Regions from separate parts of the Mus musculus genome. Here region 2 is linked to region 1. Evidence: chromatin contacts called from public Hi-C data. All regions are on one chromosome and are shown on one strand. The core of a region is the stretch at or near the end of the contact, and the rest is flanking DNA. Distances in the headings are between cores, read along the strand shown. Region 1 has its middle 18 kb from the start of Cldn3. Region 2 holds the start of Wbscr25 (Williams Beuren syndrome chromosome region 25 (human)).

The links. Hi-C and Micro-C count contacts between places; a contact is called where the count stands out from the background.
Region 2: a Hi-C map of embryonic stem cells shows a contact between it and region 1, with 1.6 times the contacts expected there. The contact joins the promoter of Wbscr25 here to the enhancer-like site in region 1. A contact is called at or near these places in 6 of 39 promoter capture datasets (the 3T3-L1 cell line, 3T3-L1-derived adipocytes, the C10 cell line and 2 more), 5 of 15 datasets of contacts at CTCF or cohesin (the G1E-ER4 cell line, the NIH/3T3 cell line, embryonic stem cells and 1 more), 43 of 484 Hi-C or Micro-C datasets (the Ba/F3 cell line, CD4 T cells, the G1E-ER4 cell line and 15 more), 17 of 115 datasets of contacts at active chromatin or transcription factors (the HPC-7 cell line, the SCID.adh cell line, embryonic stem cells and 5 more) and 2 of 9 other capture datasets (adipose tissue and pancreatic islet).

The regions. Positions count from the first base shown.
Region 1 is chr5:134,964,650-134,970,850 of GRCm38.p6, forward strand. No RefSeq gene overlaps it. Among named protein-coding and RNA genes, the nearest start is that of Cldn3, 18 kb to the right of the region's middle. Within about 2 kb of position 1,737, at least 146 of the 459 cell types and tissues checked have an H3K27ac peak or open chromatin away from gene starts, as enhancers often do. A contact at or near this core is called in the G1E-ER4 cell line, Th2 cells, adipose tissue and 10 more, where this site is marked.
Region 2 is chr5:134,997,035-135,003,695 of GRCm38.p6, forward strand. Wbscr25 (Williams Beuren syndrome chromosome region 25 (human)) reads right to left here and starts at 4,316. Exons shown (of 5, transcript NR_026907.1): 1 at 3,036-4,316. LOC115490310 (a small nuclear RNA gene) reads right to left here and starts at 2,983; the gene lies at 2,801-2,983.

The sequences.
Region 1 (6,201 bases), core at 487-2,986:
AAGATGGGTCTTATAAATAGATGAATGGATGGATAGATAGATAGATAGATAGATAGATAGATAGATAGAGGGGCCATAGAAATGGTTTAGTGATTAAGAGCACCAGATACTCTTTCAGAAAACTTGGGTTCAAGTGTCAGCACCCACATGGAGGCTCACAATTCTGTTTAACTCCAGTTGCAAGGGATCTAGTGCCCTCTTCTGTCCTCCAAGGGCCCTTGGCACACACCACCTGGTGCAAGACATAAATGCAAGCAAAGAGGCAGAGGGATTTCTCAGTTAGAGGCCAGCCTGGTCTACAAAGTGAGTTCCAGGACAGCCAGGGCTATACAGAGAAACCCTGTCTTGAAAAACCAATAAATACATACATACATACATACATACATACATACATACATACATACATAAATGCAAGCAAAACATCTATACCTATAAAATTGAAAATACAACAAAAGTACATTTAAATGTAGGTTATGTCTTTTAAAAATAGGGATGGAACTGGGCAGTGATCACACATGCCTTTAATCCCCACACTCAGGAGACAGGTGGATATCTGAGTTTAAGGACAGCCTGGTCTACAGAGTGAGTTCTCAGACAGCCAAGGCTACACAGAGAAATGTCTCAAAAAGGGGCAAGGCAGGTATTGGGATATGCCTCAGCAATAGAATGCCTACCTAGCTCTCATGAGACCCTTGCTTTAGTCACCACTACCACCAAACAAATAAAAAATTTTGAGACAGCATCTCACTATTTAGACCTGGATGATCTGGAACTCACTATGTAGACCAAACTGGACTTGAACTCTTAGAGACCCAGAGTCAGGGTGTGTGTGGTGGTGGTGGGATGGCGGGGCTTTAAAGGTGTGTGCCACTACTCCAGGCAAATTTAAAATCTTAAAACAAAGAAACTCCAGTCGGGGCATCACTACCTCCTGTCCCAGGCCACTCTTTTCACATCAGCCTCAACTCTCTGTCCAGCAGCAATCTCTAGCTCCGCGGCTAGATTAGCCCTGAGCCTGCAATAGCTCTTGCTAGCGTCGCCCTCTTCTGTTTGCTAGTGGGAACTGCATCCATAAAGTGTCCAACAAGGTTTGATAGAAAATTTGAAAATCTCAAACAACACTGGAAGGAGAGGCACCGGGCGTTAGAACAGGTTGCTAAGGCACCTACAAATTGACTGCGCATGTAGAGAACTACGGGTGGGTTTCTTTTTACATTTGCAAAATATTAACAGTTGTGGAATACTGGAGATCTGAATCTGTCCTGCCCCGGGTTCGCGCTGACCGGCAGGATAACTAGACGAGGTCCAGTGCACCTTAGGAGCCTGCGGAGAGAGCAGCAAGTGTAGCCGAGTTGTGACATAGTCTGAGAAGGCCACTCTGGGGCAGGAGTATGAGGTCCCAGGAGACTGAATGGCAAGAAGGGCCTGTCCATTCCTGGTGGGGAGCTGTGGACCTAGGCTCAAGAACACCCCTTAGTGGAGGTGAGCGTTCCTGCAGCTTGGCCCACTTGCGCGCGCGCGAGCGCGCGTGCGTGTGTGTGTGTGTGTGTGTGTGTGTGTGTGTGTGTGTGTGTGTGGTGTGCATGCCATGACACGCATGTAGAGGTCAGAAAACAACCTACTGCAGTTTTCTTCTTTCACCTTGTGATTTCTGGGAACTGAACCCGGTCTTAGCTGCAAGCCCCTTCACGTGCGGAGGCACTTCACTGCTCCCCGGCACACAACGACACCACCTCTGCTTGGTCTTGTGGAAATACTGCCACCCTGAGGACCTAGCTTCAAAGAGTCCTCCCAGGCCGGTCCTGATGTAGTCTGTCTGAGGATAAGTGTGCGCCTTAGTGGCGGAAAGGAAAGAGGAACTGTTTGAGCCACTAGGAGGGCTGTAAAATTACGTATCGGCCCAGCAGCTCCACCCCTTAAAAGACGGAGACCCTGCCCACATGCTGGAGATGGATGGAGAGCCCCACCTATAGATTCACTTCAGGACCCGAAGCTCCGCCCACACTCTCACCTTTGCCTCATCTAGACACTAGATGGCCTTGCCAACATTCTCCTAATGGATTTGATAGGCCTGCTTGCAATATTGTCAAAAACATGGCTTACTTACATACAGGGAAACTCCGCCCACAGGGATACTTTGGCATGGATGGCCCCGCCCACATGCTCACCTAGGAAAAGCCACTGAAAGCAAACTGGGCCAGCTAACCTTACTCTGAAACACCAGCACCCATAAAGTTCTTGACTACAGTTCCTGAAGATGTGAAGTCCACGTTCTGACCTCTGCCAGCACACCAGGCACGCACGCTATGCACATCACATATATACAGGCAACACTCACATAAATGAAACCAAATTAATCTTTTAAAAAAGGGAGAAAACCCTGGCCTCACACGAGGCCCATTCACCAAGCCCCCTGCTTCTTCACCCCTTCAAGCCATCTCCCCGAAATTCCCCAGGGAGAATGAAAGCTCCGCAGCGAAAGAGACTGCGATTTCGCTAGGGGAAAAAGGAGCCCAGGGGGACGAAGAAGGGGGTTAGAGTGGGCCAAGGAATTCAGGGATCTAGTCTGGGACCAGGACGTTCCCTTGACTAGGCAACCAGGCAGCCCCCAGGCTGGGTTACACTGGATCTGGCCGAGACCGGAAGAAAGATCTCTTGGGCAGGGCCTGTTTACGACTTAGTGAAACCTAGCCCTGGGGAGAGAGAAGTTTCTCCCGAGGGGGAGGGGGAGGCAGGTGTGACTCACCCCTCCCTCACCTGATCTATGACACCTAAGAGCCTACCTGGGAATTACCCCAGAGTAGCGCACCAACCAGGTTTGACTGAGAGAAAAACCGATTCCACCCTGACCTGGCCGCTCTCACCTCGCACCTTCCCAATGTACCCCCCCACGGGAGAGTCAGGTCACACCCAGAACTATGGACTTTCTGGGTGAGAATACAACACCCTGTCACGCAAGAACAAGGCCCATCTGCTTTAGACTCAGTTTGCACAGGGCACAAGCAGGAGGAAGGCAACATACAGTAGGCACACGCAGTGTAAGCACACAGTGGGGCAGGCAGCATGCAGGAGGTTCAGTATTCAGAAGACACGCGCAAGGGTCAGGGAATGTGCAGGAAGTGCAAGGGTCAGGGAATGTGCAGGAAGTGCAATCGGCGGGAGGTCTAGGTGCTCACTACCCTGCTGTAAAGGACAGACACCAGGAAACTTAACAAAAACCCGGCTTCCACACTAGGCCCACTCACTAACTCACGCCCGTCTGCCCCAACCTGTTTTACTTCTCAAATAGCCCTAAGAGGTCCAGGAAGCTGGAAGGAGAAACCTGAGCCCTAGGGCAGCAGAGAGAGAGGGAACCATCAACTGATTAGAGCCAGGTAGACCCTCTCCAAGAACCCTAAGAGGAAAGCCACGGCCGACCGCAGAAGTCTCCGTGACACCCGTGATAATCCAGAGGGTGAAATATCACACGATGCCCCTGGATCTGCCCTCGGGCTTTGCCCTTTGCTGATGGTTGGGGTCCTTTGAGTTTTGTTGCCGGTTTAGTTTGGTTTGGGTTTTTTCATGGCAGGTGTGTAACCCTGGCCATCCTGGAACTTGCTCTGTAGACCAGGCTGGCCTCAAACTTAGAGACTGGCCTGTCTCTGCTGGGATTAAAAAACTAAGTCACCACTGCCCAGCCGTTTGTTGTTTGTTTGTTTGTTTGTTTGTTTGTTAATGCTGGGGTTTGAACCCTGAACCCAGAGCTTCTCACCTGTTGGCCAAGAGCTCTAACTCTCAGCTCCACTCCAGCAACGTGCACAACTTGTGTGTGTGTGTGTGGTCAGATTCAAAAGTAATAATAAAAAATAAGAATCAGCCAAGCTTAATGGCACACACCTTTGATCCCAGCACTTGGGAGGTGGATCTCTGTGCTCCTAAGCCAGTGTGGTCTACATAGAGTGTTCCAAGACAGCCAGGGCTATGTAGAGAGGCTCTGCTTCAAAAACCAAACCAAACCAAAATGGAATAGTAAAAATGAAGGGGGCTAAGGATGTGTCTGCACACAGGAGACCCTGGCTCTCACTCCCAGCAGTGCTGACTGTGGTGTGGCACACCTGCAATCCCAGCAGCCAACAGATAGGGTCAAGAGGATTAGAACTCCAGATTGCGCCAGGCAGAGGTGGTAGTTGATGTGATTTTTATAAAATTCGGTATGATATGGCGGGAGGGGTGCCTTAGTGGGCCAGTGATGAGGCATTCCCCTGAGGTCAGCCCTAGGATAGGTCTAGTATAAAAGGAAGTTTATTTGGGACCTGGGAAGGGGGTCTGGAAGAGGGAGTAGAGGCAGAGAAAGAAAGGGACAGAGAAGGACAGAAAGAGAGAGGAGAGAGAGAGAAGGGAAGAGGCTGGCCAGGAACATATGGGGGGAGAGAAAAGAAAAAGATAGGGAGGGAGAGGGGAAGAGAAAGAGAGGAACAAGAGAGAGAGAGAGAGAGAGAGAGAGGGAGAGAGAGGGAGAGAGAGAGAGAGAGAGAGAGAGAGAGAGAAAAGGAAGCCCAAACAGTCCTTATAGTCCTTATACACCTGTCTCTTACCTGGCCATTGCTAGGTAACTGTTGGGTGGAGCCTAGAGGAAATGCTAACAGTGGTGGTGCTGGTGGCGCCCATCTTTCATCCCAGCACTCAGGAGCAGGTAGATCTCTGAATTTGAGGCCTGCCTGGTCTACAGAGCAAGTACTAGGCTGTCCCTAGGACAGCCAGGGCTACACAGAGAAATGCTGTCTTGAAACACAACAACACAAAGAAGTTCCAGGTTCATAGCTAGTTTGAGACAGGGCCTCAGTGCTGCCCAGGCTGGCCTCTAACTCACTGCACTGCTAAGTATGACCTTGATGTCCTTATGTCTGATCCTGCCTCCTAAGTGCTGGGGTTACACGCTTGCTCCATGCTAGCACAGGTCATTTTCTTTGAGCATCTGCCTATCCAGCTGCAAATTAAGGCTCTCTTTGTCTTCTCCTATTTGTTTGTTCACCTCTGGAAGCTGTTCCTAGTTCTCAGAAAGACAATAACAACATTTACTAGCTTTTGATAAAGAATATTACACAGGTACAGGTGTAATGGCTCACGCCTATAATCACCAGCTACTTGGGAAGACGAGCCAGGGAGATCAAAAGTTCAAGGCTTATCTGGGAGACGTAGTCAGGTCCTGTCTCCAAATGAAAAACTCTAAAGGGTTAGGAATATAGGCTAGTGGTAGAGCGTTTGTCTAGCATGCAAGGGGCCTAGACTCAACCGTTATTTTTTTCTTGAGACTGGTGAGGGTCTCACATAGTCCTGGCTGACCTCAAACCCATTATGTAAACTGGAACTCTATTTAGATTTGGCTTGCTTGCTTCGAGACAGGGTTTCTCTGTGTAGCCCTGGCTGTCCTAGAACTCACTCTGTAGACCAGGCTGGCCTCGAACTCAGAAATCTGCCTGCCTCTGCCTCCCAAGTGCTGGGATTAAAGGCGTGCGCCACCACACCAGGCTTCATTTAGATTTTTTTAATTATTTTACTTTACATATAAATATGCACCAAGTACATACATATCTGTTAGATCCCCCGAAACTGGGTTAAGCACCAAGTACATACATGTCTGTTAGATTCCCCCGAAACTGGGTTAAAGATGGTTGTGAACTATCTTGTAGATGCTGGAAATCGAACCTGGGTCCCACAAATCCTTTTTTTTTCCCAAAGATTTATTTATTTATTAAATGTAAGTACACTGTAGCTGTCTTCAGACACACCAGAAAAGGGCATTAGATCTCATTACAGATGGTTGTGAGCCACCATGTGGTTGCTGGGAATTGAACGCAGGACCTCCGGAAGAGCACTCAGTGCTCTTAACTGCTGAGCCATCTCTCCAGCCCCGTAACAAGTACTCTTAACCTGGAAGGTATCTCTCCAGTCTCTCTGCTTCCATGAGCCGAGTGCTGGAGTAGCAGGTATGTACCACCCTGTCCAGGTTTAATACAGTGCTGGGAATCAAACCCAGGGCCTTATGCATGCTAGTTGAGCGCCTCACACAATGGAGCCATGCTTCTAGCCCCACCTTTGCGTCCCTAGCAAAGCATCATTGCAGAGGTGAGACTGTAGCCCTATGCAAGGTCACAACTAGACAAAGAGGACATTCTGAGGCTGATGGATGGAGCAGGAGGCAGCCGGCCAGGCCCGTCGGTT
Region 2 (6,661 bases), core at 3,066-5,565, 35 kb after region 1:
AAGGATAAGGCTAGTCTTATCTATCATCTATCTACCTATCTATCTATCCATACACGTATGTATGCAGTATGTATGTATGTATGTATGTATGTATGTATGTATGTATGTATGGAGTCCCAGGCTAGCCAGGGCTGTGCAGCAAGACCCTGTCTCTAAAAACTAAAAACCAAAGAACAAAAAACTAACAGCTGGGCATGGTGGTGCAAGCCATAACCCCAGCATTTAGAAGGCAGAGCAAGAGGATCAGAGTCATCCTTGGCTTCAAAGTCCCTCCTTCAAAGTCATCTTTGACTACATAGTGTAAGTTTAAGGTTAACCTGGGCTACATGAGATCCCATCTCAAAAAACCATCAGCAGAGGGCTGGTGAGATAGAGGCCTCAGTGCTTAAGGGCACTTGTCCTACAAGCCGAACAACCTGAGTTCAATCCCCGGAACCCATATAAATACACAAGAGAATCCATTCACACACACACACACACACACACACACACACACACACACGGGGCAGGGGAGAATAACACATAAAAATAATTTTAAAGAATTTTATAAACGGCCTGACTGTGGTGGCATACGCCTTAATCCCAGTACTCGGCAGGAAACAGAGAGAGGTGGATCTCTGAGTTCGAGGCCAGCCTGGTCTACAGACTGAATTCCTGGACAGCCGGAGCTACACAGAGAGACCCTGTCTGGGAAACCCTAAAGAGGAAAACAAACAAACAAACAAACAAACAAAAGCTTTCAAAACAAATCAAAAAGGATAAGAGGTGGGGGGGAGACTAGTTTGGGAATGGCTAAGCGTTTGGAGAGTCTAACAAATCTCACAGGTCCCTTGATTCTTGTCTGTCTGTCTTTCCCCCAAAGGGCTTCAGCTTTGGGAACACAAAGCCAACTTTCTGCTCCAAGAGCAGTCCCACGAGCCCCGAGGGCCATGAGCACAGAGCCAGAGGGCAGAAAATACAGCCCAGTGTGGGACGGAACAGAACAGACCACCAGAGAAATATGTTCTGAGTATGGGACAGATGGTGCTGATAACTGCAGAGAAATGACTCCAGGCAAGCAGACAGGGAACAGTCAGAGCCATGGGGGACATATAAAATCAACGGAGCTAGGAGGAGTGGGTTGGAGAAGGAGGCATGAAGAAGGGGGAAATAACTCTAATGGCCTCTGTTTGTATGTGAGTGTATGAGAGTGTGTGAGAGTGTGTGAGAGTGTGTGTGAGTGTGTGTAAGTGGCCTCTATGTGTGTGAGTGTATGAGAGTGTGTGTGTGTGTGTGTGTGTGTGTGTGTGTGTGTGTGTGTGTATGTGTGGATGTTGTATGTGGAAGTCGGAGGTCAATGCCAGACAGCTTCCTCAATTGCTAGCCACCTAATTCTTAGTTTTAGTTTGTAATCTCTTTCTCTCTCTCCTCTAGAAAAGCAGCAAGTGCCCTTAGCCTCTGAGCCACCTTATTTGGTGAGGCAGCATTCATTTTTTTTTCAATGAACCTGGAATGCATCAATTCTGCTATCCTGGCTGGCTGGCCAGCCGGCCAATTGGATCCTGATGTCTGCCTGTCTCTGGCTTCCTTCCCAGGACTGGATTTAGAGAGGTGCTCCACAGCGCCCTGATTTTACGTGGGTGATAGGGACTTGAACCCAGGCCCTCATACTTCAAACACCAACACTTTACCCGGAGAATCAATCCCTGGCTCCTCTAGAATGACTTTAAAAGCCGGACAGGGTCTGCACATTTGTAATCCCAACACTCAGAAAACAGAGGAGGATCAAGGGCTAGCAGGAGGAGCTGAGTTCAACTCCCAGCACCCACATGGTAGCTTGCAATGTCTCCTTTTGATGTCCATGGGTACCAGGCTCACACATACACACATGTAAGCAAAACACCCATACACATAAAAACAAAATAAATACAGCAAACAAACAAACAAACGAACAAACAAACAGTTCCAGACCACATGCCTGTAATCCCAGCATTAGAGAGGTTGAGGATCCAGAGTCCAAGATCATGCTAGGCTGCATAGCGAGTTCAAGGTCAATCTTGGCTATTTGTGAGCCTGTCTTTAACAAGGGTCTGAGGTGGCGCAGACTGATGGAGATGAGCTAAGCGTGTTTTACATATGGAGGCAGGCATAAACTTTTAAGGGCCTAGGAGAGGACTGTTGCTGATGAGTGCAATGCATTGTGGGTTGGCATCATCTTGGAGACACGTTGTGTCTGCGAAGATGTTTCCAGAGTTTTAACCCAGTTGGACCACCCTGAATCCACCCTGAATGTGGATGGTACCATCTCATGGGCTGGGGTCTTGCAGACCCCAGGAGACAAGGAGACAGTGAGCTGGTTACCAGCATCCATCTCTCTCTGCTTCCTGACTGTGGATCCTGACAGTGGAACCAGCTCCTGTGGCCATGCTTTTCCTGTCGAGATGAACCCTTAAATCCTGAGTCAAAATAAACTGTTCCTGCCTATTTTGTTTGTTTGTTTTCTGAGACAACCTGGCTTGGCGTCTTTTTTTTTTTTTTTTTTTTTTTTTTTTTTTTTTTTTTGAGACAGGGTTTCTCTGTGTAGCCCTGGCTGTCCTGGAACTCATTCTGTAGACCTGGCTGGCCTCAAACTCAGAAATCTGCCTGCCTCTGCCACCCCGGCCCCCCCCCTCGAGTGCTGGTATTAAAGGCGTGTGCCACCATGCCCAGCTCTGGCTTGGTGTCCTATGCCTTTAATCCCAGCACTCAAGAGGCAGGAGAAACTCTGAGTTCAAGGCCAGCCTGGTCTACAAAGTGAGTTCCAGGACAGCTTGGGCTACACAGAGAAACCCTGTCTCAAACAAACAAAACAAATCTAAACAAACAAAAAACCCCAAAGAGTTTAAGTCAGCCTAAGGCATGTATGGAAATCTCAAAAATAATTAGATGGTTTCACCATTGTACATGGTGTTCTGGCTTCTAGAACATTCTCCACTTGATCTTAGCCAAAAGGCCGAGAAGCAATTAGAACATTCTCTTCCACCGCAACCCCACTCATGTAGTCAAATCCTTCTCACCTCAGCCTCCAGGTCTTTCACTCAACCGTCTCTTTCAGATATGCCATCTTAGAAGATCCAGGATTGGGTCCGCTTCTATGCTTTGAAGTTTTGTTTTTTTTTTTTTTTTTTTTTTTTTAAGTATTGGTATTTGCTCCATCTGGAGCAGAACTGGCAAGGATTCTTGCACCTCGGACCTTTGCATACAGTAGATCCTCAATTAACAAAGGCTCGAGCTTGCAGGCAGAGAAGATAGGATTATAACCTTCAGAAAGGCTTTTCCCAAGCAGAGCAGATTGCTACTACCTTAAAGCAAGTGTAGACGCAGCGTGGACTTGGCTGGTTGTGTCTGGTGCGCCGTGCCAGCTGCGCTGTGCCTGTTGAGTGGTGCCGGGTGTGCTGTGGCTTGTGTGTTGTGCCTGGTGTGTTGTGTTTGGTGTCCTGTGCCTTGTGTGGCAAGCCTGGCATTCTGTGCCTGGCATGCTGTGGCTTGTGTGTTGTGCCTGGTGTGTTGTGTTTGGTGTCCTGTGCCTTGTGTGGCAAGCTTGGCATGCTGTGCCTGGCTTGATGTGCCTGGTGTGCTGTGCTTGAAGTGCTGGGCCTGCTATGGTGTCTCTGGTTTGCTGTGCCTGAGGTGCTGTGCCTGGCATGGTGTGACTGGCGTGGTGTGGCTGGTGTGGTTTGCCTGGTGTGGTGTCTCTGGCGTGCTTCGCCTGGCTTGGATTGCCTGGTATGCTGTGCCTGGTACGGTTTGCCTGGCTTGGTGTGTCCGGTGTGTTGTGCCTGGTGTGTTGTGCTGGGCGTGATGTGCCGGGTGTGCTGTGACTGGCGTGATGTAGTTGACAAGCTGTGACTACCGTGCTGAGCCTGGCGTGGTTTGGCTGCTGTACCGCGCCTGCGGTAGTGTGCCTGGCCCGCTGTGGCTGATGAGCTGTGCCTGGCCTGGAATGGCTGGCGTGTCATGGCTGCCTCCTTCCTTTGAAGTTGTTTCCTTTTGTTCCTCATCTGTTTTTTTTGTAGAATTTTTTTGAGGGGTAATAGTATGTCTTCCATCTGGAGTTGTTGCGCCTGGGGTGCCATGCCTGCCAATGTATACGGAAAGCATCAACAGATTAATCCGCTTAGGTTCAAAATTTGGGAAGACACCAGGCAGATGGAGAAACAGGACTTCAGGTGGCAAGGTGGGAAGCCACACTGGGGGGGCCCCTGGGAGGCTGAGCCCCAGCGGGAACCTCCAGGGGCCCTCGGGAATCTCCTAAACAAGCTACAATCCAGCTGATGCCCCTGCCACACCCGGACCAGCAGGCAGGAATTTGCCCCTGTGACCTCCCCAGGCACACTCCTGTCACCATGGCGACCGGCTTAGGGAACAAGCGGCCTGATTGTCCCTGCCCAGCAGGGCAGGTGAAACCCTGGCCACGTGACCGATACTGAGCCAGGTGCGGTTAGGAAGACACTCGCTGCCTCCAGCCTTAACCCGTTCGACTCCCGGTCGCCGCCAGGGTGCAGTGTCTCTACCTCCCAGCCTGCCATGCACACGCATACCACACACACACACACACACACACACACACACACCACACTTCTTTGGGTCTAGAGGGCCCTAAATGAAATCTGGGAAGGAATCCAACCTGAGCCACACTAGTGACTGGAGCTGGGTAACTTCCGCCTTTCTCCATTTCTTTGTTTCCTTCAGTGTAAAATAAGAATGGACTGAGAGAGATGGTTCAGCGGATGCCTTGAATTCGGTCCTTGGGACCTACACGGAAGGAGAGAACTGATCCCCACTTGTCCTCTGACTCCACACTGCCGGCTACACATATACAGACACACAATAAGTCAAAATATTTTTAAAAAGAAAGAAAAGAAAAGAAAAGAAAAGAAAAGAAAAAAGAAGGAAGGAAGGAAGGAAGGAAGGAAGGAAGGAAGGAAGGAAGAAAGAAAGAAAGAAAGAAAGAAAGAAAGAAAGAAAGAAAGAAAGAAAGAAAGAAAGAAAGAAAAAGGAAATAAGGATTAGGCTCATCTCAGTATAATCCCGGGGTCTAGGAGCTCTGGCTCAGTAGCCCATCTGAGTTGCGAAGCCAACCAATGCAAACTCCCTGGTTTGGCCCACAAGCTGGGAAAGGGTGGGCAGCTCTGGAATGACCTTTCCCCAACATGCCACCCCCAGAGTCCTGCCACGGAGCTTGACCCCCTTCTTTGCCCCGCCCACAACTTTCTCTGGAATGTTCACTTGGGACCTTCAAACCAACAGGTTTTTCAGCTTGCCAGGCTCAGCCTTGAGCGAGCCATGTGACCACAATGCTTTGAGGGCCAGGACTATGTATGTCCTCAACGCCACTCCTGACACCAGATCTGGGCTATTTGGCTTTTGGGCATGTGGTCAAAGGTCGTGTGCCAGGCTGGGGTGAGCTGGCTAGACAGAAGGTTGACTGGTCAGAAACTCTTTAACAACACTACCTTTTCCCAACAGAACTATGAACCCTTTCACTCTGTGGACTGGTGAGATGGCTCAGTGGATAAAGGCACTTGCTGCCAAGTTTATTGATGTGAGTTCAATTCCTGGAACCCACATAGAGACAGAGAACAGACTCCCTCAAGTTGTCTTCTGACCTCTACATGCATGCTGTGACACCTGTACAACCACACAAATGGACAGACACAGAGGACACACACAGGAGGGGGAGAGAAATACAGAGATACACAGAGACATAATAAATATATAAAATAAATAATAAATAATATTTATTTATAATAAATAAATAAAAAGGAAGTTTAGGTGGGTGGGGTGGTACATGCCTTTAATCCTAGCATTCAGGAAACAAACAGATCTCTGTGAGTTGGAGGCCAGCCTGGTCTACAGAGCAAGTTCCAGGACAGCCAAGGCTATGAAACAAAACAAAACAAAAACCTGTCTCAAAAACCAAAAATTCCTATAAAAATATCTCTAAGGATCCTTCCCAGAACTTGGTCTGAAATCTCAGCATTCAGGAGGCTTGAGGCAGGAGAACTGCTGTGAGATCGAGGCCAGCATGGATTATATAATGAGTTTCAGGGCAGCCTGGGCTACAGGACCAGACTCTATCTTTAAAAAAAAAAAAAAAGGAAAAGAAAAAAGAAAAAAAGGAGTTACAGAGACAAAGTTTGGAGCTGTGACGAAAGGATGGACCATCTAGAGACTGCCATATCCAGGGATCCATCCCATAATCAGCTTCCAAACGCTGACACCATTGCACACACTAGCAAGATTTTGCTGAAAGGACCCAGATAGAGCTCTCTCTTGTGAGACTATGCCGGGGCCTAGCAAACACAGAAGTGAATGCTCACAGTCAGCTATTGGATGGATCATAGGGCCCCCAATGGAGGAGCTAGAGAAAGTACCCAAGGAGCTAAAGGGATCTGTAACCCTATAGGTGGAACAACAATATGAACTATCCAGTACCCCGGAGCTCTTGACTCTAGCTGCATATGTATCAGAAAATGGCCTAGTTGGCCATCAGTGGAAAGAGAGGCCCATTGGACTTGCAAACTTTATCTGCCTCAGTACAGGGGAACACCAGGGCCAAAAAGTGGGAGTGGGTGGGTAGGGGAGTGGGGGTGGAGGGTATGGGGGACTTTTGGGATAGCATTGGAAATGTAAATGAGGA